2 separate regions of the Zea mays genome follow, and region 1 is linked to region 2. A link is a contact called in public Hi-C data. All regions are on one chromosome and are shown on one strand. The core of a region is the stretch at or near the end of the contact, and the rest is flanking DNA. Distances in the headings are between cores, read along the strand shown. Region 1 holds the start of LOC100281064 (B-box zinc finger family protein). Region 2 holds the start of LOC100283793 (fiber protein Fb15).

Region 1 (5,971 bases), core at 2,807-5,306, 250 kb before region 2:
CTTATACTCCTAAGTTTGGGCTTTGGTACCCTCGGGGATCCACATTTGATTTGATTGGTTATTCGGATGCCGATTGGGCGGGGTGCAAGATTAATAGGAAGAGCACATCGGGGACTTGCCAGTTCTTGGGAAGATCCTTGGTGTCTTGGGCTTCAAAGAAGCAAAATTCGGTCGCTCTTTCTACCGCCGAAGCCGAGTACATTGCCGCAGGCCACTGTTGCGCGCAATTGCTTTGGATGAGGCAAACCCTGCGGGACTATGGTTACAAACTAACCAAAGTTCCTCTTCTATGTGATAATGAGAGTGCAATCAAAATGGCCGACAATCCCGTCGAGCATAGCCGGACTAAACACATAGCCATTCGGTATCATTTTCTTCGGGATCACCAACAAAAGGGGGATATCGAGATTTCGTACATTAACACTAAAGATCAATTAGCCGATATCTTTACCAAGCCACTTGATGAACAATCTTTTACCAGACTTAGGCATGAGCTTAATATTCTTGATTCTAGGAATTTCTTTTGCTAATCTGCACACATAGCTCATAAGTGTACCTTTGATCATGTCTCTTTTATATATGCTATGACTAATGTGTTTTCGAGTGTATTTCAAACCAAGTCATAGGTATATTGAAAGGGAATTGGAGTCTTCGGCGAAGACAAGGCTTCCACTCCACTCTACTACTCATCCTTCGCCGTCACTCCGCTCCACTCTCCGTCTTTGGTATAATTCTCACTCCTATGTTTTATTTGCCAAAGGGGAGAAAATAGTCATCAAAAGGGCTCTAATGACTCCGTTTTTTGGCGATTCATGCCAAAGGGGGAGAAAATATGAGCCCAAAGCAAAAGGACCGCACCATCACCATCACCCTAATTTTAACATATGATTTTCAATTGGTTGAAAATTTCAAAATTGGTATCTCTTTGTGTTCTAAAGGGGGAGCAAGTAGTATTTTCAAAACTTCATATCTTAAAACCCTCTTGAACACTAAGAGGAGAATTTATTTGAGGGGGAGTTTTGTATAGTCAAAGGAAAGGCATTTGAAACAGGGGGAGAAAACTTCAAAACTTGAAAATGCCTTGCAAACTCTCATTCATTTACCTTCGACTATTTGCAAAAGAACTTTGAAAAGATTTACAAAAGATTTTTGCAAAAACAAAACATATGGTGCAAATGTGGTCCAATATGTCAAAAACAAAGAAACAATCCTTGCGCATCATGTAAATATTTATATTGGCTCAATTCCAAGCAACCTTTGCACTTACATTATGCAAACTAGTTCAATTATGCACTTTTGAATTTGCTTTGGTTTGTGTTGGCATCAATCACCAAAAAGGGGGAGATTGAAAGGGAATTAGGCTTATACCTAGTTCCTAAATAATTTTGGTGGTTGAATTGCCCAACACAAATCTTTGGACTAACTAGTTTGCTCTAGTGTATAAGTTATACAGGTGCAAAAGGTTCACACTTAGCCAATAAAAAGACCAAAGGTTGGGTTCAACAAAAGGGCAAAGGAGCAACCAAGGCTCCTCTGGTCTGGCGCACCGGACAGTGTCCGGTGCACCAGAGGACTTCAGCTCAAACTCGTCGCCCTCGGGAATTTCCAGAGGCTACTCCGCTAAAATTCACCGGACTGTCCGGTGTACACCGGACAGTGTCCGGTGCTCCAAGGGAGGTCGTCCTCAGGAACTCGCCAGCCTCGGGTTTTCACTCCAGCCGCTCCGCTATAATTCACCGGACTGTCCGGTGCATCTGCGGAGCAACGGCTACTTCAGGCGCCAACGGCTACCTGCTGCGCATTTATTGCGCGCCAGCGCGCGCAGAGGTCAGGCACGCCCATGCTGGCGCACCGGACAGTGAACAGTGCATGTCCGGTGCGCCACCGGACATCAAGGCGGGCCCAGAAGTCAGAACTCCAACGGTCAATTTCCAACGGCACTGGTGACGTGGCTGGGGCACCGGACTGTCCGGTGTGCACCGGACTGTCCGGTGTGCCATCGAACAGACGGCCTCCACCAACGGTCAAGTTTGGTGGTTGGGGCTATAAATACCCCAACCACCCCACCATTCATTGTATCCAAGTTTTCCACTTCTCAACCACTTACAAGAGCTAGGCATTCAATTCTAGACACACCCAAAGAGATCAAATCCTCTCCAATTCCATACAAAGCCTAAGTGACTAGTGAGAGTGATTTGCCGTGTTCATTTGAGCTCTTGCGCTTGGATTGCTTTCTCTCTTTAATTCTTTCTTGAGATCAATACTCGCTTGTAACCAAGGCAAGAGACACCAATTGTGTGGTGGTCCTTGCGGGGAGGTTTTTGCTCCCGGTTGATTTGAGAAGAGAAAGCTCACTCGGTCCGAGGGACCGTTTGAGAGAGGGAAGGGTTGAAAGAGACCCGGCCTTTGTGGCCTCCTCAACGGGGAGTAGGTTTGAGAGAACCGAACCTCGGTAAAACAAATTCACGTGTCTCACTTCATCATTCGCTTGCGATTTGTTTTGCGCCCTCTCTCGCGGACTTGATTATATCTCTAATGCTAACCCGGCTTGTAGTTGTGATTATTTTTGAGAATTTCAGTTTCGTCCTATTCACCCCCCCTCTAGGCGACTTTCACTTGTCCTCTGGAAATCTTTGCATGTTCAACAAAATCCTAAACTTCATCTTCAACACTCCAAAACTTCTTTCTATCACATTTCTAACTTTGGCATGTGCATGGTTGAAGACTTCTTTCATACCTTGGGGCGGTGGGCCGTTATGCCATTGCTCGACATGGTACCTTGTACACCGGTATGGTGAAAGGTATCCCGGACGATTTGGGTAACCCGCATCAACCACATAATACTTGCCTACATATTTTGAAAGGTAAACGATGAGACTTAGATGAACTAGTTTAATTGGTTTAAAATTGTTGCAAGAAAGGTGAAGTAAGAAAACCTGGTGGTGGATGTGGAAATTTGTGGTGATGAGTAGTTATGGCATCTTTGAAAACTCTCATGTCATGTGCTGAACCAGGCCATCCCGACAACACAAAGGTAAATCTCATGTTAAAATCACAAACAACAAGCACATTTTGACTGGTCTCATTGTGCCTGTTCAAATATGGAATCCTCTTACTCTTATCAACCACAACCTTGATATGTGTCCGGCGCCTGCGAGTTGAGGTCGAAGGCATCGCCGTCCATGGCAACGGTGAGTCTGCATATGCAGTAACAAAATGAGCCAATCACAGTAGATAAATTAGTAAATTACAATAGTCTAAAATGCATTCAATAAGAAATTAGCCAAAACAAATCCGTTGTTTTCCTGTTCTTTCCAATGTGGCCAGCCGTGCCCCTCCACTACCTTTTCATGGATCAAGAAAAGAGGGAGGAGGCTGAGGGAACGGAGGGAGGCGACGGCTGACCTGCTCGAGGACGGCGACGCCGGTCCTTCCCTGCGTATCGAAGAAAAGAAACGGACCCAGGAACATGCGGATCCCGTGCGGAAGGATAAGAGAGAAAAAAGGATTTTGATGGGCCTTCCAACAAACTAGCCCCAATAATCACCCCTTGGTGCGGAGAGTTTTTTGGGTGGGCTAGTTGCAAAAAACTGGCTCTAGCCCTCCTGTTTGGCTACTTTTGGGCTAGTTCCCAAACTAGCTCTAGCCTTTAGATCCCAACAGGGCCTATAATTGAAATTATTACATAGACCACCGACGTTTGAATCGTTTCATTTTGGAGGATTTGAAATATACTTAATAGACTGGACTATTTTATTTTGAAATTTATCGTTTTTTATTTTTTTTACTATAAAGATCTAAACGAGGTCTACTATTTTTTTTACAAAGTTAGTCAAATTTAATAAAAATTGATCAATACTCATTTCGTTGCGACAGTCAACGAGGCAGAGACGGAGGAGGGAGTACGAGTACATATGTGTGGACGTGTGGTGGCCGGCGAGTGAGCACGACCAGCCCACGGTCAGTAGCCATCGGCCACTACCAGCCTCGGCCGCGGGCTGTGAGCTGGGCGGGGCCCCTTTAAATGCCGGCCATACGCGCGGCCTAAAGCCTCCAGAGCCACGCTGCTTCCCGGCCGAAGCCTCCGTCCGCGGCTCCGCGCCCACGGTTTCCATTCCACCCCCCAGGCCCCAGGCTTGCGCCGACTCGCCACTTGTACCGCCGGCCGGTTTCGCCGAAGGACGAAACGCCTCGCGCGCGGAGACCTGCATATAAGCCGGCCGCGTGTCGTCCGGCGCTCCCGGTACAGGCGATCCGTTCATCATCCGCTGCAAACCACCAGGCACCAGCTCCGCGCGCAGAGGCCGGAGGACTACGACCGACGAGGGCGACGAACACCAAGGCTCCGAAGTCCGAGGAGGCAGGAAGCGGGAGGACGTCGGGAATGGGCGCTGCTCGTGACTCCGCGGCGGCGGGCCAGAAGCACGGCACCGGCACGCGGTGCGAGCTCTGCGGGGGCGCGGCGGCCGTGCACTGCGCCGCGGACTCGGCGTTCCTCTGCCTGCGCTGCGACGCCAAGGTGCACGGCGCCAACTTCCTGGCGTCCAGGCACGTGAGGCGGCGCCTGGTGCCGCGCCGGGCCGCCGACCCCGAGGCGTCGTCGGCCGCGTCCAGCGGCTCCTCCTGCGTGTCCACGGCCGACTCCGCGGAGTCGGCCGCCACGGCACCGGCTCCGTGCCCTTCGAGGACGGCGGGGAGGAGGGCTCCGGCTCGTGCGCGGCGGCCGCGCGCGGAGGCGGTCCTGGAGGGGTGGGCCAAGCGGATGGGGTTCGCGGCGGGGCCGGCGCGCCGGCGCGCCGCGGCGGCGGCCGCCGCGCTCCGGGCGCTCGGCCGGGGCGTGGCCGCTGCCCGCGTGCCGCTCCGCGTCGGGATGGCCGGCGCGCTCTGGTCGGAGGTCGCCGCCGGGTGCCGAGGCAATGGAGGGGAGGAGGCCTCGCTGCTCCAGCGGCTGGAGGCCGCCGCGCACGTGCCGGCGCGGCTGGTGCTGACCGCCGCGTCGTGGATGGCGCGCCGGCCGGACGCCCGGCAGGAGGACCACGAGGAGGGATGGGCCGAGTGCTCCTGAGTTCCTGATCCAGACGGGCCCACGTCCGTTGCTGCCGTGCCGCCGCTGCACCTGCACTGTGTACCGAGCCGGACCTCCGAGATAGACTCGGGAGAAAAATGTAACAACGTGTGGGCGACGTTTGTTTGTTTGTTCTTTTTCTTCTTAATCAAATAAATATATCGTAGGCGTACGAGCGAGGGTCCAAGGGATTGATCGTGTGGCTGGTTGGCTGCCTCTCGTCAAGCCGATTTGATTTGACTTGATTACACAACATACACTCATGTGGTCTGGGACGATGCTGTGGTGGCCTGGTGGGGGCGCATTGGGCCATTGGCTGGATATTTTCTTTGCCCAATGCGCGCGCATCAAAGTTGTTTGTTAATCGGGACTAAAAACCACATGTGGACCGTGTGTGCTAGCTTCGGCGGCAAGGCCTTCTTCCGGATGCTCTCTCTCTCAGCCATGCTTTTTTTTAAGGGGGGAAAAAGGAGTCGCTGTCGTCTGTCACCCAGGCCAGGAGTTCGTCCAACCTTGTCCGCTGCCGCTCGTTTCGACGTAGTGGTTGCGGCGTGCTCTTCGAATTTGGTAACTGCGACACAGTTGAACAGCAACGGCCACGGGCCACGGCTCGTCTCTGATCCTCGTGAGAACGCGTGTGCGTGCGCAGGGCGGTAGCGTGGAACCACCCGCTCGCGCAGGGGGCCTCACAGCTCGAGACACCGAACGCGTCGGCGACTCGCCATCGCCATCGCACACCGCGAGCGTGCGGTAGACGGCCAAGCAGACCGCGGCGTGACTCGCTTCGGTCGCTCTGTCCACTCTAGTCCGCACGCGCGTAAGGCTAGGGCGGAGCGGGGAAATCACCCGCCGGACGGACACTCCACCTACAGGAAGCACGAGAAGCCCCTTTTTTTACCGGGTAAG
Region 2 (6,170 bases), core at 3,048-5,547:
TTGCTGTCTGGGTACAAAACCAACGACCAAAGTAACATGACTCCAGTAGCTCAACAGCAGAAGAAAACAGAAGCCATCAGCCTGAATGGACCCCATGAAAGTCACCCGTCCTGAAACAAATAGAAAGAATAGGTGTCACATAGTGGTCTTCGATTGGAAGGTAGAACAGCCTTTAGGTCCCCTTTGAAGGTAGGGATTTGAGAGAAATCATATAGAAATTTCACAGGAATTAGTTCATTTTCACTGGAAAAACACAGGTAATGGGAAAAATTCCAGCGTTCCAAAGAGGGCCTTTGATGTTCCAAAGAGAGCCTTTGATCGATCAACATCCCAACAGTAAAAGGCGCAGATGATGCACGAACAAATGGGCGAAGATATCATCTACCACACAGCACATATCATGTCTTGCCAAATAAACGTGCATTTTCCTGATACCATAGTCTGGAATATCAACCTCTTATGTCCTTTCTTTTTGAGATCAAGTCCTTTCTAAGTCACATTAAGCAAACTTTTAACCAATTTCGTTGATGTCAATGCTTAGTTGGACACCACCCCCTCCCAGGATGTAACTAATCACGTACATAATAGGCAGTATTTAGCAACCACTTTTAATCCATTTCATTGATGTCAATGCCACCGTCATGAGACCATCCTTCTCAGAATGGAACATAGATATTCACATACATGACAAGTGTGCAGACAACATAGAGAAGTACAGGATAGCGAAGAAGTCTGCAAAGCGAGCGGTTAGTAGAGCCCGGGGTCAAGCCTATGACGACCTTTATCAACGGTTGGACACAAAGCAGGGAGAAAAGGATATCTATAGGATGGCCAAGATTCGTGAAAGGAAGACAAGGGATGTCAACCAAGTCAAATGCATCAAGGATGAAGCAAACCAACTATTAGTGAAGAATGAAGAGATCAAGAACAGATGGAAGGAGTACTTCAACAAATTGTTCAATGGAGGGAATGAGAGTTCTACAATAGAATTGAACGAACCATTCGATGACAACAACAGGGGTTTTGTACGAAGGATACAAGAATATGAAGTTAAGGAGGCGCTAAAAAGGATGAAGGTAGGAAAGGCGATGGGCCCTAATGGTATCCCTATCGAGGTATGGAGATGCCTTGGAGACATAGCGATAGTATGGCTGACTAAGCTTTTCAACACCATCTTTCGGACAAACAGAATGCCCGACGAGTGGCGGCGGAGTACGTTAGTATCAATCTTCAAGAACAAAGGAGATGTTCAAAGTTGTACTAATTACCGTGGAATTAAGCTCATGAGCCATACAATGAAGCTATGGGAGAGAGTCATTGAACACCGCCTGCGGAAGATGACGAGTGTGACCCAAAATCAGTTTGGTTTCATGCCTGGGAGATCAACTATGGAGGCCATTTTCTTACTAAGACAACTTATGGAGAGATTCAGAGAACAAAAGAAAGACCTACATATGGTCTTCATAGACTTGGAGAAGGCTTATGACAAAGTACCTAGGAGTGTAATGTGGTGGGCCTTGGAAAAACACAAAGTATCAACAAAGTACATTAATCTTATTAAAGATATGTACACTAATGTTGTGACAAGTGTCCGAACAAGTGATGGAGACACCGATGACTTTCCAATTAACATAGGACTACATCAAGGGTCGGCTTTGAGCCCTTATCTTTTCGCTTTGGTGATAGATGAGGTCACAAGGGACATACAAGGAGATATACTGTGGTGTATGCTTTTTGCCGATGATGTGGTACTTATTGAGGAGAGTAGGAGTGGTGTTTCGCAAAAGTTGGAATTATGGAGGCAGACGCTGGAAGCAAAAGGTTTTAGGCTTAGTAGGTCTAAAACAGAGTATATGAAGTGTGATTTCAGTGCCATGGGGTATGAGGATGGCGATGTTAGTCTTGATGGGCAAGTGGTACCCAAGAAAGACACTTTTCGTTACTTAGGATCAATGCTTCAGAAGGAGGGAGACATCGATGAGGATGTCAGTCATAGAATTAAAGCTGGATGGTTGAAGTGGCAGCAAGCTGCGGGTGTCTTATGCGACCCCCGGGTGCCACACAAACTAAAAGGCAAATTCTACAGGACAGCAATCCGGCCGGCTATGTTGTATGGAGCAGAATGTTGGTCCACTAAAAGACGACATGTCCAACAACTAAGTGTGGCAGAGATGTGTATGTTGCGCTGGCTATGTGGCCACACAAGGAGAGATCGAGTCCGGAATGATGATATACGGGAGAGAGTAGGAGTGGCGCCAATTGAGGAGAAGCTTATGCAACATCGTTTGAGATGGTTTGGACATATCCAACGAAGACCTGAAGAGGCACCAGTGCATATCGGAATAATTAGGCGTCCCGAGAATGTGAAGAGAGGTAGAGGTCGACCAACCTTGACGTGGACAGAGGCTGTGAAGAGGGACCTGAAGGAGTTGAATATTGATAAAGAGCTCGTCGTGGATAGGAAGGGGTGGAAGTGTGCAATTCACATGCCAGAACCCTGATTTGTAGTTTCGCTTTTCCTCCTTAATCGTTTGACCTTCTCTTGTGCCCCTTTAGATCTTGCTGGTTCTTGTGGGTTTTATCTCTTTTTATGTGTTTCCCCGTTTCGTCGTTTTTCGGTTCTCCTTTGCCTTTGTCTCCCTTTTCTCTTCTTTGGGGGTTGAGCTCTGAGGTTTTCATATGGGGTTTCATCTCTAGCCTACCCCTACGTGTTTGGGACAAAAAGGCTTTGTTGTTGTTGTTGTGTAATGGGCAGCGTTTAGGTCCCCTATACAAAGCGGGCCACACCAAGCTTCTATACCCTATGACACAAAGCTCGAGTTCAAACACAATTTGGCTATTTGGTTCAGGCCCTGTTTGGAACCCATAGAGCTAATTGTTAGCTAGCTAACAAATTATTAGCTGGGTTGAACCAGCTAATGAACTAATTATTAGCTATGGGTTAGCTAACAATTAGCTGGGTATTAGCTGAGGGTGTTTGGAACATCTACAACTAATTTTAGCAGCTAGCTCTAAAGGTTCCAAACAGGGCCTTAGAAACAGATATATTTTCTCACTTCCACAGACAGAGCCCTACAGGTCAATGGTACATTTGTTGGAAGTCAAACAAAAAAACTGGAATCAAATTGCTGGAAATAGTAAGTTTTCATAAGGCTTCTTCAACAAAGCAGTAAACCTATTTGCTAACTAACCATTTCACATATCTCCAGATGTTGACTCAGACTTTTACACTCAACAAGACGAGTAGCACAAATTCGAAGTGAATTAAGGAGACAGATCTGTTAAGCAGGAATCCATTGTTGCGCTGTGATATGACAGTCACACATCTGAGTTTCCTGAGCAGGTACACACAATATAGATAAACAAAACTACAGCAGTACGATCAATAAAAAAATGTGATCACAAGCCAATAGTTAGATGCAATACATGAATATTTTTTAAAGACTGCAATCCATGAACACCCGATTTAAATTTGCCTGCATTCATCGTCAACTGAATCCCTGCACCCCTTGCGAGCAGAATGGGTGCGAAGGATAGCTCAAAATTTCTAGGGAAAGGCGCACTACATTGCACAAACACAAGCAAATAATCATCGGTAAAACTAGCGGCCGTAGGCAAATATTAATCACAACAAACACACCGATCTATAGCCAGCAATGCTCTGCACTAAGGCCTATCGCGTGCCGAATGTGCAAGGCTTGAACTCGTCCATCCAGATGCAATTAGTCGAGAGCAAGCTGGTCGGATCGGATCGGAGCGATCCGCGGTGCGCCAGCCACGGCCAGATCGGATACTATTGGGAAAGGAGAGACAGGGAGCCGCGGACTCACCTCCCGCGCTGCCGGCGAGGGACGGGGCAGCGGATCTAGTGCTTCCCACCGGTCCTCTCCATCTCCTCGAGGTGGGCGAGGTGGGCGCGCTCCCAGGGCAGATTGACGAAGTAGGAGAAGATCATCCCTCCGATGCAGACGTGGTAGAGAGGGTCCGGCGAGCTCGTGTCGATGTACTTCTCGATGTAGCGGTCGACGGCCTGGTCGGCGCTCTTCTTGACGTTGTCCCAGGTCAAGCGCGGCTTCAGGTAAGCCGGCACGTCGCGGACCTTCATGCTCCGGATCTCGTTGTACAGGGCACGCAGCGCCATGGCTGGCTGGTCTCTCGGCTCCGGGCTCTCTCGCTCGCTAGGGTTTGCTCGTCGGCGTGGGTGGGTGGGGATGGGGAGTAAGGGAAAGGGGAATTTGTTGGAGGAATCGAGAGATGGGGGTTCTTGGGCCGGGCCGGGCCGGGCCGGGCCTGTGTTGACTCGTGTAGTTGCTGGGGCATGGCATTTTAAGCCATGAGGCCCACGTAAGGCCCACAAGGCAGAGACGGCGGAGCGCGTCTGTCTTCGTCCTCCTCCCTCCCACATCCCACGCATACCGGTTCGGGCAGATACAAATGGCGGCAAGGCATCCCTCGTTCCCTCTCTTTCTCCCTCTGCTGGACCACCGCCACCAACCGCAGGCTAAAATTAGCGAGAGAGGTGTGCGGTGGGAAGGCGTGCAGGTATGGGGGGAAGCAGCAGGGGGTGGCGGCGAGGTGGCATTAGAGATTGGAAGGAGGGAGGGAGGAGGCGAGGTGAGAGAGGACGAAGAGGGCGCATCGTGGGTTGGGTGATCACGGCCTGATGGGGTCGTGGCGCAAGGCCTACGGCGCCCTCAAGGACTCCACCAAGGTCGGCCTCGCCAAGGTCAACAGCGAATTCAAGGTGAGCCATGGCGATCGCGATCCGGTTACCGTGGATTCCGAGTTCTCACCAACTGTCTGTCTGATGCCCTCTCTGTTTGTCTGGGAAAAAAAAGGAATTGGATATTGCAATTGTGAAGGCAACCAACCATGTTGAATGCCCTCCCAAGGAACGGCACGTCAGAAGTGAGTACTAGTCATCCTGTCCCCCCTCCGTCTTCTACATTGGATGGATCTTCCTTCCTGTCCCACCCCCCACCCCACCCCCAATTTGTGTGGCATTCTGATTCTCGTCTTGCGGCGCAGAAATACTCTTGGCGACCTCAGCAAACCGCCCTCGCGCAGACCTCTCGTACTGCATATACGCATTGTCAAGGAGATTGTCCAAGACAAAGAACTGGATAGTGCGTGTTCTTCCTCGTTGCCACTTTTTACTGATGATTCCTTCGACCGCGCCATGTGTCGAACCCATGGTTTTAACTAACGCATATCCAACGTTCGCGTCACAGGTTGCGCTCAAGACATTGATAGTGGTGCATAGGCTTCTGAGGGAGGGCGATCCCATGTTCAAGGAAGAGTTCCTGGCCTACTCATCCAGAGGGAACATCTTGCACATAGCCAATTTCAAGGACGACTCGAGCCAGTCAGGCGAGTTTCTTGTACTACCATCCTGCTGGCTGGGAGTCTCTGTAATTTCCGTTGCCCTGCCGAATGATGAACCAATCCATCCATCCTTGACTTGTCAGCTTGGGATTGCTCCGCATGGATTCGCGCCTATGGATGCTTCCTGGAGGAACGGCTCGAGTGCCTCAGGGTTCTCAGATACGACATCGAAACCGAGCGTCTCGTCAGATATCCCCAGACTTCCAGCAAGGTCCTCTTTTTCTGTCTTCTGAAATTTGATGCACGGCACTTTGATGGTGTAGAGACTTTTCGTCTTATGGCTGTGTACATGTTCCGTCATCCTGAAAAAAAAAACAGGTACATAGTAAAACCAGGACCCTGCCTAGCCCGGAACTCTTGGAGCAGTTGCCTGCACTGCAGCAGCTGCTTTTCAGGGTTGTCGGCGTCCAGGTCTGACACGCCAAACCTCTCCTGCTAGGCTTTCTTAATAAGTTGTTTAAGCTTGCTTGTTGAATGCCTGTTGCACTAGTTACCCCCTTCTTTGTCAATTCCAGCCTGAAGGCGCTGCCTGCTCAAATTACCTTATTCAGTACGCACTAGCCCTGGTAAGCTGCAAGCCTGCAACTGCAGACATCTCATTTCTTGCCAATCATTCCCCATCTTGCTTGCAAGATATTTTGTGTTCTACTAGCTCTCTCTTATCCAGCTCTTGCGATCTTTAGGTTCTGAAGGAGAGCTTCAAGATCTACTGCTCAATTAACGATGGCATCATCAATCTCGTCGATATGGTAAAGTAGCAATTCTACCACATGAACCATGGTTTT

The links. Hi-C and Micro-C count contacts between places; a contact is called where the count stands out from the background.
Region 1: a contact with region 2 is called in a Hi-C map of ear, with 2.3 times the contacts expected there. The contact joins the promoter of LOC100281064 here to the promoter of LOC100283793 in region 2. A contact is called at or near these places in 5 of 25 Hi-C or Micro-C datasets (ear, endosperm, leaf and 2 more).

Annotation. Positions count from the first base shown.
Region 1 is chr5:89,682,140-89,688,110 of Zm-B73-REFERENCE-NAM-5.0, reverse strand. It overlaps LOC100281064 (B-box zinc finger family protein), which reads left to right and starts at 4,056. Exons shown (of 1, transcript NM_001153983.2): 1 at 4,056-5,237. The coding sequence starts at 4,385. The coding sequence ends at 5,065.
Region 2 is chr5:89,434,641-89,440,810 of Zm-B73-REFERENCE-NAM-5.0, reverse strand. It overlaps LOC100283793 (fiber protein Fb15), which reads right to left and starts at 4,297. Exons shown (of 2, transcript NM_001156692.1): 1 at 3,831-4,297; 2 at 1-110. The coding sequence starts at 4,141. The coding sequence ends at 3,866. It overlaps LOC100383870 (Putative clathrin assembly protein), which reads left to right and starts at 4,569. Exons shown (of 15, transcript NM_001176499.1): 1 at 4,569-4,744; 2 at 4,839-4,908; 3 at 5,029-5,126; 4 at 5,232-5,370; 5 at 5,469-5,596; 6 at 5,704-5,796; 7 at 5,901-5,951; 8 at 6,069-6,134. The coding sequence starts at 4,664.